3 separate regions of the Mus musculus genome follow, and all the other regions are linked to region 1. A link is a contact called in public promoter capture Hi-C data. All regions are on one chromosome and are shown on one strand. Each heading gives the region's core, a stretch centred on a gene start, on an enhancer-like site or on the middle of the called end of the contact. The rest is flanking DNA. Distances are from core to core; before and after follow the strand shown. Region 1 holds the start of Entpd3 (ectonucleoside triphosphate diphosphohydrolase 3). Region 2 holds the start of Sec22c (SEC22 homolog C, vesicle trafficking protein). Region 3 holds the start of Vipr1 (vasoactive intestinal peptide receptor 1).

Region 1 (5,149 bases), core at 1,442-3,941:
TTTTTTTCTTTCCTGGAAGAGAACAAAGACCTCGTGCACCACAGTAATCAAATTAGACACAGCCCCGTATCCAATTGCATCACCTAGCCCGCTGCCTGGAAAGCAAGCGGTCAGAGGAGGGTGGGGTGGGCTGCTCTGAAGATCCAATTCCTTCTGCCGATCAATGGGGACAAATGACAGACACTTCCTGATGTCAGAGGTAGCTACTTAGCACCTTCTCCTCCCTCGAGGGGAGTGTGAGCAGGTATGGCATCCAGGGAAGAAGATGTGTCAATATTTACCCAAACTCAAAGCTTACACCTGACCCCAATCTGCACCTCTGGGATCCTACCCCACTTGACTCATAGCGCAAGCAGCCGTACAGATCTGGAGGAGAGCCTAGCCCTGTGGTGTTGACCCTCGGAGCATCAGGGGGGAAATGGGTCACTTCTCTGTGCTTCTGAATAGAAGTTCCCCAGCCACACCTATTTTCAAACCACATCGGTGTCAGTCACAGAGGTTTAAGGCACTTTTCCCCCCAACAAGACCTAATAGTGTTAATCGGCCAAATTTAATCTACCTTCGGAAAGAATGTAACTGATTAGCTGGTATGTGGCATGTTACCATGTCTGCTAAATTCCAATGTCTTTTGGGGGGAAATGTGCAATGCAATACAAACCATCTTCTTTAGTACAATTGCTCTTTCCAAAAATATAAGTATAAATTAGTCTATATGCCCTCAAGTCATACCCTGTTGGAAGCCAAGAATCAGCAGTTTAGGGCATAGCTAAGGAACCTCTTCACAGGAGGGGGTGTGTGGAATGTAAGCAGGCTCTTGACCACAGCCAGGGGCTGGCCTCCAGGATCCTCTAGCTTCAGCACTTTCTAAGTCAAAAGCTGTGATTACCTTCAACAAACACTTAGCCAGCAAAAAAGTGAACAGACTAGGCTAGGTCTCATTCATGAAGAAATGCAGCCTAGAGCTGTGGAGTAGGGAGGGCTGGGCAAACAGTGTTAATTGCAGGTGCCTACTGGAGCCTAGAGAGGAGGTGAGGGCTAGCTGAGTGGACGCCTCTCCCACCTCCGCATCTCTCTCACATCTGCATGAATAGCTGGGGGGGGGGGGGCAGCAGGGGGGGGCAGTACTGAGGAGCCGGGAGGTCAGGCAGCCAAGCTGGGCAGGTTTGAAAGTGTGTGGGAAAGATGGGGAGGGGGAAGGAAGGGAGGGAGAGACAGGACACACACACACACACACACACACACACACACACACACACACACACACGAGAGAGAGAGAGAGAGAGAGAGAGAGAGAGAGAGAGAGAGAGACAGAGACAGAGAGAGAGACAGAGAGAGACAGAGACAGAGACAGAGAGACAGAGAGAGAGACAGACAGAGACAGAGACAGAGAGACAGAGACAGATGAGAGACAAATGAGAGAGACAGATGAGAGGGAGAGGTGTTCCTGTGCAGCTTACCATAGTACTCAGGGCGACCCAACTCTATCAGGATTCATTCCCACGTCAACAACACATAACACAAACCTTACACATAGCTAGGTAAGGAAACCACAAGAGCCAAAATAATGGATTATACGAACAGGAAAAACCATTTAAGCCAAACATTCGTGTTAGCCCTTGTTTCCTGTGGCTTTGTGGAAAAGCATTACTTTTATCTGAAGAATGTCAAGGGTGAAACCCAGGTGAGCGAAGTCTTGGAACAACGATAAACAGCCATTCACAGGAGATATAGATGGAGAGCTACGAACCAAAGCTGGGATTCTCCCTGGGTCTGACAAAACCTAGCATCCAGTGAGCAACACTTACCTGCCTGTTCACATGGCTGGCGGGTCATCACGGTAAACATCTTCTCTCCGGGCTGCAGGGGTAAGAACACAGAAGGAGCGTGTGGCTAAACTTGCACGTATTGATATTGAACACAACGTCATCTAAATCGAAGCCTCTTTAGAAACAATGAGGTCAAACCAGAACGTCAGAGACCGATGGAAGCTGGAACTCCAAACCCAGTATCCCCTCCCCAAATGTAAAGCTGGAAGAATGGATTGGTTAAAACTTTAACTAGAGAGCAATTTTGAAAATAAAACCCCAAAAGCTTGTGTGAGCGCGCATGTGTTCTTTCTTTCTTTCTTTCTTTCTTTCTTTCTTTCTTTCTTTCTTTCTTTCTTTCTTTCTTTTTTTTTTTTCTCCTGTGGGCCGCACCTGTGACCAGCACCCGGGCAGAGCGAACCCCCTCTTAGTAATATTCACAAGGCTCGGGCTGGGTTATACTTCAAAGCGCACCAGCAAAGCCGGTTGGCATCGGTGTGTGCTGGTGGCTGCCAGCATGCAGTCACCCTTAAAGACCCGCGGGGTGTCTCCAGCTCCCTGAGCTGAACACCAGCAGACAGCTGTCAGGCCCTGGGGATCAGGGTGGGGACCTGGGAGTTGGCCCGTCCCCTGCATCTGCAGGTCTTGGGGTGCTTCGTGACGCGGTGTCCTGTCCCTGTCAGATGACAGTGCCCAGCTCCCCGGGTTTCAGCTCCTGCCTGCGGCCCTCTGCGGGAAGCTGTGCTGGTTCCTTCCCTCCCCGCTCCCAGCCCCCCACAGCCTGCTCCATCCCACTCCTGCGCGCGGGGCCAGACCTTACCTGGGCGCTGCTTTCGCTGCGGGTTGCTGAAAAGCGGAGGCGCCTCTGGGGTGCGGGAGTCCAGGAGGCGGAGCGAGGTGGCGTGGGTGGCGCAGCCTGCTAGGGACCGCCTCCCGCAAGCGCTGGGGCCAGGACCTCTTCACCTTCCCAGGCTCTTCTCTTTCACTTCACCCCAGCCTGTCCGGCATGAGGATGGAGGGGGAATCATTGCCACGTGGGGGGTAGCCAATCCTTTCAGGCCTTGTTTTAGTTACTTCCCTCGTTGCTGACAAAGTACCTGACAAAAGGGACCTAAAGAAGAAAAGGTGACTCACGGTTGTAGGTACTGTCCTAAAAACGTATCTTGGCAGGATCTTAGACTGCAGTCACATCCTGTCTGCATTCAGGTACCAGAGATCCCAGCCTAAAGCGCTGGTACCACCCTCGTTCAAGATGGGTCTTTCTGGCCCAGTTAACCCAGCCTAGACACCCAGTCTCAGACTTGCTCAGAAGTGTGTTTCCTAGGTGATGGCAGATGCTCTTAAGCTGACAGGGTTAGTTAGCTCAGTGTCCCACCAGGACCCAGTCAGAGAGCTTTCCACATCTTTATCTTCTAACTCCCTGCACAGTCCCCTGAACCCAAGGCAGAAGAGGATGTGATGTGACCTTGCCCCCAGTCCCAAGAGGCACCCCCTGGGTGGTAGTTTGAGTAAGTTTGGTTCCCACAAATTCATGTGTTTGAATGTTTGGCCACAGGGAGTGGCACTATTAGGAGGTGTGGCCTTGTTGGAGGAAGAATGTCACTGTGGAGGCAGGGCTTTGAGCTCTTATACGCTCAAATCACACCCACCGCGGAACACATCCAGTCTCCGGCTGCTTTAGGATCAAGATGTAGAACTTTTGGCTCCACGTCTGCCCACAGGCTGCGTGGTTCCCACCATGATGATAATGGACTGAACCTCTGGAACTCTAAGCCAGCCTCAGTTAAATGTTTTCCTTCATAAGAGTTGCCGTGGTCATATTGTCTCTTCACAGAAGTGAAACCCCAAGACACCTTGCCTGCCGGTCTTCTATCTGTCAAGACAACCTTTTTAAAAGAAAAGTTGTATTATTAAGCCTATATATTGTTTGTTATATATTATTACATATACTTATTATGTGATGTGGTGTGTGTGTGTGTATACCATGTGTGTGTGAGGACACCCACAGTGCTTCAGATCCTCTGGAACTGGAGTCACAGGCAATTGTGAGGCTCTGAGTCAGCGCAGGAAGGCTGAAAGGAGAATGGAGCCCAGTACCCTGTTTTGTGTGTTGTTTTGAGACAAGATTTGCCTATGTAGCCCAGGCTGGCTTTGCACTTGTTCCTGCCTTAGTCTTCTAGTACTGGGGTCACTCTTGGGTCACCACACATGCTACAAGGTAACTTTATTTTCCTAGTTTCCCCATCAAACATTTTTGGAGGGAAAAACAGAACCAAGGGCCAATTAGGACAGGGCAGGCCACTCTGAGAGCACACATAACTCCGTGCATTCCCCCTCAGTCTCTCTGGGAAGAGGGTGTGTCGTGCAGAACAACTAGAATGGGGTATGGTGAGTAGGCAGGTGGGTTCCAGTCACGTGGGCGGACACTGGAGAACACAGAACTGGGCAGACACACTCTCAAGCCAATCTGTGGTGGTGATTCCCAGGGGGCTTAATGGGGACCGAAAAGTATGCTCCTTCATTCTAAACATCACTGAGCCAACAGTCAGGACAAAAACAGCTTGGAGGAAGCCAAATAGGACAGATGACAAAGAAGGACAGCCCAGGGACTGCAGAGACCCAGAGGGCTTCGGAGCCCATTTCTGGTGCAGCCTCTTGGCTCCTTAGAGGGCCCAAAGCTAGAAGCTTGAGTGAGAGGTTGTCCTGTTGTATTTTCTGTTGCTCTGATAGCACTCTGACCAAAACCACCTTAGGGGAGGAAAGGGTTTATTTGACTATATTTCCAGGTCACAGGGCATCAGTGAGGAAAGTCAGGGTAGGATTCTCAAGCAGGATGTTAAAATGGAACCATGAAGGATGTGTACTGGACTAATGTCTCACAGGCTCATGCTCACCTTTCTTATACAATCCAGGGCAGCCTGCTCAGGGAATGGTGCCATCCACAGTGGGCTGGACCCTCCGACATCAAGACAATCCCCAATAAAGATATGCACTGGTCAATCTGACCTAGGCAATTCCTCAATTGAGGTTTTCTTCCTCAAATGATTCTATCATTAAATTGACAATCAAAGCTAAGGACGATAGAGGTCTTGAACCATCCTCCCTTGTGGCTCAGTAGGTCTGGAAGGAAGGTCTGAGGGCAAGGTCCTTGGCTGCCTTCTAAAATTCCACTGGTTTGCTCCTTTGTAAGTAGGGCTGAAGTCCCTGTGGGATGGACAGAGGGCTTGAAGAGAGGAATTCCTGCTTGAAAACCTGTGAGCCTAGAGAGAAAAGCCCATGTGTGACTGTGTGTGTATGTGAGGAGGGTATGTGTGTAAGTGTGTGTGTGAGAGGGTATGTGTAGT
Region 2 (5,149 bases), core at 1,644-4,143, 1.2 Mb before region 1:
GTAGTGGGGGTGGAGAGCTGAAAAGCTTGCTTGGAATGGAAAGCCTCCGGAGGGGACAGTGGCCATGAGTGGTCAGTGATTGTAGATGTGGGCTGGGATCTTAGGCACTACACCTTACCCATTTCCCATTATATTCTATGGTAGAGCCTAAGACTCACCAGGTGTGCCAGACAGAAGGTGAAGGAACATTCTATCTAAATCACTCACGTCTCAGATACTAATATCCCAAGGCTTCGTCACATTAAAAAAGATCTTGTTCATTTATTTTGGTTTTAAGACAGTGTCTCTCAAACGATGACCTTGTGCTTCTGATTCTCCCATCTGTATCTTTTGAGTGCTGAGGCTCCAGATGTGGTTGCGGTGCTGGGGACAGAAGTCGGTCGACGCTTCACTCATGCATGCTCCACAAACACTCCCATGCATGCATGCTTCGAAAACATCCCCTCACTGGCACCACATGCCAGCCTGAAGTTCTTTATTTTTGCTTTATAAACATTGTGTTTAGATGTATTTTTGCTTTATAAACATTTTGTTTAGATGTATGTGGATGAATGTTTTGCCTGCATATGTGTATGTGCACCACGTGCCTGTCTGGTGCCTGTGGCTATCAGGGGAGGATGTCAAGTCATCTAGGACTTACAGATGTTTGTGAGCCACTGTGTGAGCATACACAGTAAAGCCCGGGTCCTCTGCAAGAGGAACAAGGTGATCTGAATTCCTGAGCCAATTCTCCAGTCCTCTTGGTTTTTGTTGTTGTTGTTGTTGTTTTAAAATAGGGTCTCTGTTCAAGCTTGCCTAGGATTCACTATTTCGCCCAGGGTAGCCGCAGATCCATGGCAAGGCTCCTCTACCAGCCTCCTGAACACTGGTGTGAATACTGGTGTGAATACTGATAACAGGTGTGAGGCACTACACTCCTGTCTTAGTTAGGGGTTTACTGCTGTGAACAGACACCATGGCAAAGGCAAGTCTTATAAAGGACAACATTTAATTGAGGTTGGCTTACCGGTTCAGAGGTTCAGTCCATTATCATCAAGGCCGGAACATGGCAGCATCCAGGCAGGCATGGTGCAGGAGGAGGTGAGAGTTTTACATTTTCGTCTGAAGGCTGTTAGCAGAATACTGGCTTCCAGGCAGCTAGGATGAGGATCTTAAAGCCCACACCCACAGGGCCACACCTTCTAATAGTGCCACTTCCTGGGTCGAGCATATACAAACCATCACAACTGCTAAATCTAGAGTTTTCTAGGTCTAATACCAAATATCCTCTATGTAGACAGAGCACACAGTGGACAGGGTGTTGGTCTCCTTCATGTTTTTCTCCTTTGTGAATGTTATGAACTAGCCTTGTTGGGACTTGTTACAGACAAGCCCTGACTTGGTGTGGGAGGGAACCATGGCATGACTTGAATACCAGAACACAATAATGCCCAAAGGCTATCTTAGGCTGTCACAAGTCTTCCTGTGTTCGTTTTGTAATTTGTCTGTGGTTACATAAGCCCTGCTTCCATTTCCACCCACCAGAGAAGTGTCGTTTAGAAGTCTTCACTCAGCTCAGGTCTCTCCATGTACCGTGTCTATCCAGCTGCTAGGTTGGCACCCACTGTAGGCTTCTCCGCAGAGATGGAATGGATAGGCTCTCTCTGACTATATGGTGGTTTATGAGGGGAACATGCTCATGTGGTGACAGAGGCTGAGAACCAGGGGAGCCAGTTCTGGGGTTCACTGACTTGCACTTGGCCTCAGAATCAGGGGAGCTGGGACTGGGGATGTGGCCCAGTGGGTAGTGCTCTTGTCTAGAAGGCAGGAAGCCCTGGGGTTGAGCTCCAGAGCCACACAACCTTGCTGTGGAAGCACACACACATCGGTAATCCCAGCGCCCAGCAAATGGAGTTTGTAGGATAGCCTTCAGAGTCAGCCTGCTACACAGTGAATTCAAGGTCAGCTTGGGATACACAAGACCCTGTCTCAAGGGATAAAAATGAAGTATCCGTGAAGCTGATGATGTAACATTAGTGAGAAGCTGAGGTCCTGAGAACCAGAGCCGGGACGTTCCAAGGAAAGCCTGGAGTTCTGATGTATGAAGAGGGTGACAGGCCTGACCCGGGGTTTTGTAGTTCAGTTATTCTATCAACAGAGATACATCCTCAGCCCCACAGAGTTCTGTGCACAAGCAAATGTCTCTGAAACACACAAACTCTCCCTTGCCCAATGGCCTGAGACTTGGAGAAGCTTTTCCTGAGCCCCAACTCCAAGACAACTGTTCCTGTAAATTCTCTTTGGAACCCATGCTTCTGTGAAGCATAACTCGTGTTTAAACACCAGAATTCCTGCCTGGTGCCCTACCCCCTTCTCTTGATTTGGTTTCTGTGTTCACACTTCCTGTGTACGCAGTGCGCGGCAAACAGCGGTGCTCAGCACTTGTCAAAACAGTAAGGGCCTAACTGTGCTACCCAATCTCCCTCCAGCCTCATAGCGAGGTGTGTGTGGCTCAGGGATCGGACTTTGGCACCTCCTCCAGGCTGGCAGAAGGCTGTGCTCTTCGGATCCTCTATCTCGGGCCTCTTGCCCAGCTGCGTAGCCTGCAAGAACCCACGCCCAGGGAGTGTCACTCCAGTCACACGGGGCCTAGACGCCTCTGGAGAACAGCCCTGTCCGCTCCAGGCCAGGCATCGTGGGGACGTCGGAGCCTCTTCTCACCGCTCGAGGTGAGACTCGCACGTGGGCCTGGGGACCTGCGGAAGAGACGCGGGCTGAGGGGAGCAAACCCGGGCCAGCCCTGGTAGATTCACTCAATTCCCGGGTCTGAACAACTGGACAGCAGAGACGCCCCACGATTGGTCTGTTTGGCGTCGCTTAGCAGCAGCGAATGGGAGCTCACGGTGTGCGCATGAGCACCACATCCTGCCTCCTACAGCCGGGCCGCGGGTAACCTGCACCCCGCCGGCCGCCGGGGTGGGCTGCGGTGGCCGAGGCGGAGGTCGGCCGCGGGGGCGAGGTGAGGTTAGCGGGCCAGGCGGGCGTGGAGAGGTGGGGTCGGGGTCTAGGCCACCGGGCTGCAGCCCGGGCCGGTGGGACTCCGCCGAGGCCCGGCCCCCTGCACGGTGCGTACCGGCTGGGATGCGCTGCCCGCTGTGCCTGCTGCCCGGGGCGGGGCCGGGGCGTGTCTCGGGAGGGCGGGGCGGTGGTTCCCTTTATGTAGACTGAACTCTAGTCCTGTCACTTGCTTCTTTTGAGAGCAAACTTTCCTTAGTCTGCTGGTCTAGCAGAACTTGGCTTCTTCAAGGCCTGGTCACCCCTACACCAACTTTCCTGGACTTGGATAAGCCGGGACAAAGAACCTGCAGAGCAGAGCGGGGGTCAAGCTTGCAAAAAGCCAAATCCAGGGAAGGAACTGAGTTACCTCTGATGAAAGGTGCCGTTACAGTTTGCGGTCTTGTGAAACGGAGCCCCATGTAACTCGAGTTTGGCCTTGAGCTTGGGATCCTCCTGCCTCCACTCCCCGCCCCGCAAGTTCTGGGATCACAGGTGTATGGCCTCCATGCCCAGCTCGGTTGGTGTAGCGGGTGACAAGATCAGAGAAACTAAAGCAACCCTCAGTGCAGAGCCAATGCTAGAGCAACGTGTCTGTAAAAGTCTACACAGAGAGTTTATTCAGGTAAAGAACTTGTCAGGGAAATGAGAACGGGGACAGCTTTGCATAGCCTGACACTGATATACAGGATTCATTCGCACCGCAGCTTTCTCAGGAAGACAGTTGTAGACAGGTCCCTAGAGATGCCTCGTAAATGTTTAGTGGACAACAGAGAGGACATCTTGAGGTCTCATAAAGAATTTCAGATCAAGGCTGGGGTGATGGTGCACATCTTTAATCCCAGCACTCAGGTGGCAGAGATAGAGGCAGTGCATAGCCAGACAAGACAACTGACTTTAGAGTATAATACACTAGGTAAGGAGAGGTGGTTTTATTTTATTTTAGAGAGGGTCTCACTCTGTAGTCCTGGCTGGTATGAAACTTACTGTGTAGGCCATGCTGGCCTGGGTCTGCCTGCCTCTTCTAAATCCTGGGATTAACGGTGTGTGCCTCTGAGCTTTAACTCCAGCAGTTTACTCACCACTTGGTTCTGTTTTAGGCAGGCTGTCCTGCAGCCTAAACTGCCCTTTAACATGCCACTCGCCTGGGGGTGACTTTGAACTCCTGACCTTCCTGCCTCCACCCCACCCCCCAAGTGCTGATATTATGAGCTTAAGCCACCACACTCTGCATTTCAAGGGGCACTTGTAGGGACCCTTCCTCTACCAGCAAGTCTCTGATTAGAGATTGTTTTTGTTTTTAAACATAGTCTCACTATAGCCCAAGTTCTCTGGTGCTGGGATTACAGGTTTGAGACCCACACTGCCTCTGGTTAGGTGTTGGCAGTTCTGCGGTGGAGAGGGCGTCTTTAGAGAGACAATAGCTGAGAACTCGGAGGTTTGGTTTTGAGGTCCACATACTGTGGAAAGAGTATGGAACTGGGAGACTGAAGTCTGCTTCTACCTCCTGATCCTTAGTTTTCCTCACCTGCGAAGTGGGTCCAAGGAAGCTCTGAGCACTTAGTAGCATTATCCATACGAAGGTCTTAGTCCCTCTGCATCCTTGGGAGATTGGGCTCAACCCATTGCATACAGTGGCTTCGTGTTTATAGAAATCTGTGCATATTCCCCGTGTGCCTCGGACAATATCTGCATTAATTAGAACATCTACATAGTGTGCTGTGTGTGTGGTTGCTGCATATTACATTGCTTAGGGAATCGTGGCAAGTCTGTACATACTCAGTACAGAAGCAGTTGTTTTGTTTTGTTTTAAAAATATTTTCCATCTGAGGTCGGCTGCATCTGCAGGTGCAGCACCCACAAATATTGAAGAAGGTAGGTGGAGTTCTTCTCAGCCCTTTGACTAAGATCAAGTACAGAGGGACGCCATGATATTCTTCGTATCCAGCTCAGCTATCTTCTGCTCTCAGCTCTTAGCGATGCCGTAGTTGGTCCCTGTCTCCTTCTGTATCTCATCCACGAGCAGCTTGGAGCCTAGAAGATCCCAAGCTGGAAATCAGGTCTCAAATCTTGTATCAGAGAGTGAATCCATCACGGGCTTACTGTCCCCTTAGCA
Region 3 (5,149 bases), core at 780-3,279, 1.1 Mb before region 1:
GGAGAGGAGAGCAGGGGTTGGGGTCCCCCTCCAGTCCAGAGAGAGAAGAGCAGGGGCTGGGGTCCCCCTCCAGTCCAGGGAGAGGAGAGCAGGGGCTGGGGTCTCCCTCCAGTCCAGGGAGAGGAGAGCAGGGGCTGGGGTCCCCCTCCAGTCCAGGGAGAGGAGAGCAGGGGCTGGGGTCCCCCTCCAGTCCAGAGAGAGGAGAGCAGGGGCTGGGGTCCCCTCCAGTCCAGAGAGAGAAGAGCAGGGGCTGGGGTCCCCTCCAGTCCAGGGAGAGAAGAGCAGGGGCTGGGATCCCCCTCCAGTCCAGGGAGAGAAGAGCAGGGGCTGGGGTCCCCCTCCATTCCAGGGAGAGGAGAGCAGGGGCTGGGGTCCCCCTCCAGTCCAGGCTAAGTCCCTTCCCCTCATTTTGTGGACCAAGAGGGCAGCCGAGGCTGGGAGGCTAGTGGAACTGAAGATGGGGTTGGAGTGGAAAGATCAGAGGCAACCAGGGAAGGCTCCCTGGAGGAGGAGCTAGAGTTGGCACCTCCAAATAAGAAGTAGGAAGATGGAATTGGAGGGACTGGGCTCAATCTGTTTCTAGATGGATGGTACCTGGGGCCAGAGGCCTCCAGTGGTCCAAAAACCCCTGGCTTATCCAAAATGGAGTAGCCAGGACACAGAGTTGGGGAAGTTGGAGGGCTGCTAGTGTGGTCTGTGACACTGAGGGCCAGAGTCTGATGAAGCTTGGAGTGTGGGGAGGGGCTGTAAACAGGAGGAAGGGGGCAACACTGTCCAATTCTCAGAGAGCAGCACCTTCTCCGGAAGGGGTTGGGGGGGTGGTGAGATTTTCCAGAGCAGGGTGTGCCAGACACCAGCTAGGAGGAAACAGATTCATGTCCTGATCCCTGCCCTGGGAAAGGTTGTGATTAGGGAGGGACCACGGGATAGACTGCACTAAGGTGACCGACCAAGATTCCCCACTTCCTCCAGGCAGCCCACTTGTTCCAGACCAGAATCCACTAAGGAAAAGACAATCTTGAAGCAACAGCTCCACAGACCTAGAGCAAGGGAAGGGAAGATCACCTCTGTCCAAGTGTGGCTGGCAGGGACAGGTGTGGCTCCTGTGGCCTCATTTTGCCCTTCTGTAAAATGGGTTTAGGGGGTCTCTGAGTCTTGAGGTCTTTCTTAGTCTCAGAGGAGGTGACCAGGTGTCTGCCCCATGACCCTGGTGAGTCTGTCACAGCCACAGGAGCACACCCACACACATGTCTGTGTGGGAGGAAGCCGAGGTCTAAGGTAGAGCAAGCCCCCCTGCTTTTCCCAATACATGCTTTTACCTGCCCACCATCAGCCTATAGTTAGAGGATAAAGAGCACAGAATGAAATTCTCACCAGATCCCAAGGACCCCTCCCCAGGGTACAGGCACTAAGGTCTGATGCTGTGCTGTCTTCATCGCACAAGTTCTCAAAATACCCAGAGAGGCTTCCAGACACAGCCTCCTTCCCACCCGACAGTCTACAGGATCTCCCATCTCACTCGATCGTGCCACCCACAGTTCTCCTCCCCACGTACCCCCACAGGCACTCATCGCAAGGCAAGTCTGGGGCTCCCTCTCGCCCCCAACCTCTTCATCGCTGATTGGGATCACTTCGCGGTGAGCGCTCTAAGATGAGCTAAGAGGGACCCGCCGCTACCGAGCTCCCACGCCTCTGGGCTACAGAAGAGAGAAGACGAGAACCGCGCTCCTGCTGCCCCCCGATGGCCAGATGGTCCCGGATACGCTGCCCCCGCAGTTCCCCCATCCGTGGGATCTGGGTGGAGGGGCACACACTCACCGCGGGTCCGAGGGCGCAGGCGAGGGCTCCTGCCAGCACGCAGAGCCAGCGGGCAGGCGGTAGGCTCGGAGGGCGCATGGTCCGCCCTGAGCCCGCGGCAGGCAGCCGAGAGCGCCTACGGGGTCTGTGGCTAACGCAGCGCGGGAGAGTGGCGCGGGCCAGCGGCCCGGGCGCTATGAGGCACAGCTCCAGGCTAGGGGAGGGCGGCGGGGGCTCGTCTGACGGGCGGCGGGGTTAGCCAATGGCACGGCGGAGGCGGTACCTCGGCGCAGGTAGGGGGCGGAGCCGGGGCCCCCGGGGGCGTGAGCACAGAGTCCCGCTAGAGGTGCGCGTCGTCGGGAGCTGCTAGCTAGCGAGCATCCTCTCGGCTCTCCGATGCGGGGACGCTGGGCTCAACACCGCCCAGTGTTCCCCGCGCCCGCACCTTTCTCTCTCAACCCCGGCTGCGCCCTCGGCCCCTGGCAGTGAGCTCCTCCAGTCTTCGGCTCCAGGGAGTTTAGCTGCCGGCTCCCCGGTTTCCACGTCGGCTTGCAGCCCAAATTCTTGGACTAGAAGGGCCACAGCTTTCCAGGGCTGAAGGCTGGCCTCCGATGGGGTCCAGCGGATCACGCTGTTGGAACCATCTGCGACAAGGGAGAAGCCGAGGGGGCGCAGCCGGGGTCGGGGAGTCCCAACTGGGGGTTCCTCTTGGCCGCCCAGGGCAGGGTGCACTCAGAGCTGGACACGACTTGGCCGGCGCAGCTCGTGAGGGACGAGAAGTCAATGTTCCAGCGCCCCCGCGCGGGGACCAAAGCCTGTACCCTTTCTTGGGCCCAGGCTGCCCACAGACCGGTCTTCCCGGAGTCCCCAGGGACTAGGATCAGGGTGCCAGTGTCCCGCGCTGTGTCTCCAAGATCGGGCGGGCCGGTAGCGGGTGATCTGAGGCTGCTCTCCCTCCGAAGCTTGTCTTTAGGGCTCGGATTATTCGGTGCTAGCGTGGGGCGCGGGGTTACCGACTCAGAGCCCTTCGCGCTACGTCTTAGGGAACCCGTGCAGATGACTTTCCAAGAGCTCGAGTGATCATGGTGAGAAGGTGATGTGGGGGGCTGATGGCGCGGTGGGATAGAAGGTGGGAGGAGGGGCGGAGTTGCAGAGGGCCGCGTGTCCCTGCGCGAAGTAGGGTGTGCGATCCATTTGAAGGAAGTCGCTCTCCGGGCGCTTTCTGGCCAGCAGGAGCGCGGGAATTTCCCGAGGATTCTCCAGCCTTCCCAACCTGCAACGTGGGAAACTAACGCTGTGGGCGTGGCCTTGAGGTCGGTTACAGAAAAGTCTGGAAGCAAACCCCTGGCCTTCCTCCTTCCTCTCCTTCCTAGTCTACCGCACTTCCCTTGTTCTCTCTCCCCCTGAGCCTGAGCCTGAGCCTGAGCCAGGCCTCTACTACGCACCAGGGCATAGGAGGTAAGAGGCACTCCCTGCAATTTCTGCTTCCGGATAGAGAATGGGCTAGTTGTCACAGGCCTTTCTCCAGTTATGGGGTGTCAGAAGAGGGAGCTGTTTAGTAGTTGCCATTCAGTGCTTCAGGGCTAGGATTTCGGGAGTCACTGTGAGCAGGAATAGGGGTTTGCCTCGCTTGTGACCATGGGCACACTCCTCTTAGGCCTTAGGCCTCTTAACCGGGCAGTGAGGTCTTACCAGCTCTTGAGGTGGTATGCTCAAGTCCCAGATGTGAGCTTTGGCTCTCAACCCTGCCCACCCCCATATGTCACCTAGGCAGCTGCAGAATGCTGATATGGGGCGGGGTGGCACGTGCCTGTGATCCCACTGCTCTGTATGCTTCGGGAGGAGGATTCCTGTGGATTTCAGACCAGCCTGAGCAAAATGCTACGGTGCTTCACCTCATGGTCCTGTTAGCATTTCCGTGTTCTCTGTGGACAGAGATCTGGGCATGGGGGTGGGGGTGGATGGAGGGTTTTGGGTACCGGGAAGGAAGTGGGAAGCCAGACTCCATTTTGCTATGTGACCTTCACCAGGCAGGTGAATAGATGGGAGGTAGAGGCCACCAGTGGTGATGGCTGCCCTGTCCACGCTGATCCTTCTTGGGCTGGAGGTTGGAAGGCTGGTGCTAGGCTACAGCTGAGAACATCGGCAGGATCCCCTGGTGTCTTCCCGGCCTGACCCCCAGGAGAGGAAGATGTCTTGGGGAGAATAGCTTTCTCTTCCAATTCTCTGTGAAAGCTACTCTCAGTTCTTTCTGGTTGTTCCCTGGGGACCCATCCTTCTTTACCATCAAAGGACACAAGACACGCTCAAAAAACAAAAGGAGCAGGAAAACAGCAAAAACAACCTTAAAAATGCAACCCAGCTTATTTCCTGCTGCCTCTTAAAGTCTCTGTTCTGAGACACTGGGAGGTCAACCATGCACCTACTCCTGGGGGAGCCTTGTGGAATCTGAGGAGGAGGCTACTGTTGTTTACCTAGGTAATAGGGAAGGCTTCAGGAGAGAAGGGACTTCTGAAGAGATGGGGGAAGATGGGCTTCATGAGGCTTGGGAAGCAGGTATAACTGAGACTGAGGGAACAGACATCCGAGGTGGAGGGAGCAGGTACCTGAGGTTTAAGAGAAAGCACCTGAAGCAGACGGAGATCTCCAAGGCTGAAGGAGCGGGTGCTGGTGGTGGTGTTTGTAGTTACCTTCCCCACCATATCCTGAGAAGGGATTCCCACATCACCTGCCTTTGCCTCACAAATCTATGCTGGAACAGTCGCAGGAGAGCCGGAGCCACGGTCTGCCCCCATTTCTGAAGCTGTTCTCGCTTGAGTCCTGTGCTAGCCTGATCTTTACCGGATCCCTGCAACCTGCTCCCAGATTCTGGCTCAGATTCTAGTTGCCAGAACCACAGGGGTGCAGCGGATGAAGCGGGGGAAGGGGAGACAGTCACTTGCCATTCCCCGTGACAACAAGCTCGCTCGGCAGAAAGAATCTGCCGTTACTCATCCAATCCTGTCTGGCTTCAAGCCCGCTGCATCCCTGTGCCGTGTGCCACCCTCTCCTCCTCCAGGCCTGCAGCCACCTCTCAGGATGGCTCAGTCGGCGCCTTGTGCTGAAGTTGATGAATCAGTGAGGAGGAGGAAGAGAAGGAGCAGGTTCTGGTGAACGGTGAGGGCAGCCGTGAGACATAGTGTGCCCTTGACCTGTGTAACGGGGCTAAGTCAAGGCCAGGTGGCAGACGTGGCCTGGGGAGTCACAGGAGCAGATCCAGTCACATTGCTGTCTGAGTGAAGGCAGCTTTCCCTTCCCTGAGCCTCTGAATTGAAGGGACCAATAGCTTTAGCTCTGTATCAATTCGGGGTGC

Evidence for each region. Promoter capture Hi-C pulls out the DNA fragments that hold promoters and counts their contacts.
Region 2: a promoter capture Hi-C map of embryonic stem cells shows a contact between it and region 1, with 4 times the contacts expected there. The contact joins the promoter of Sec22c here to the promoter of Entpd3 in region 1. A contact is called at or near these places in 3 of 39 promoter capture datasets (embryonic stem cells, neutrophils and stem cell-derived epiblast-like cells) and 1 of 9 other capture datasets (embryonic stem cells).
Region 3: a promoter capture Hi-C map of liver shows a contact between it and region 1, with 3 times the contacts expected there. The contact joins the promoter of Vipr1 here to the promoter of Entpd3 in region 1. A contact is called at or near these places in 1 of 39 promoter capture datasets (liver) and 1 of 115 datasets of contacts at active chromatin or transcription factors (embryonic forebrain).

The regions. Positions count from the first base shown.
Region 1 is chr9:120,537,360-120,542,508 of GRCm38.p6, reverse strand. Entpd3 (ectonucleoside triphosphate diphosphohydrolase 3) reads right to left here and starts at 2,691. Exons shown (of 11, transcript NM_178676.5): 1 at 2,626-2,691; 2 at 1,806-1,857. The coding sequence starts at 1,845.
Region 2 is chr9:121,702,773-121,707,921 of GRCm38.p6, reverse strand. It overlaps Sec22c (SEC22 homolog C, vesicle trafficking protein), which reads left to right and starts at 2,893. Exons shown (of 7, transcript NM_001164562.1): 1 at 2,893-2,998.
Region 3 is chr9:121,639,596-121,644,744 of GRCm38.p6, reverse strand. It overlaps Vipr1 (vasoactive intestinal peptide receptor 1), which reads right to left and starts at 2,029. Exons shown (of 13, transcript NM_011703.4): 1 at 1,819-2,029. The coding sequence starts at 1,896. It also overlaps a transcript of Lyzl4 not described here.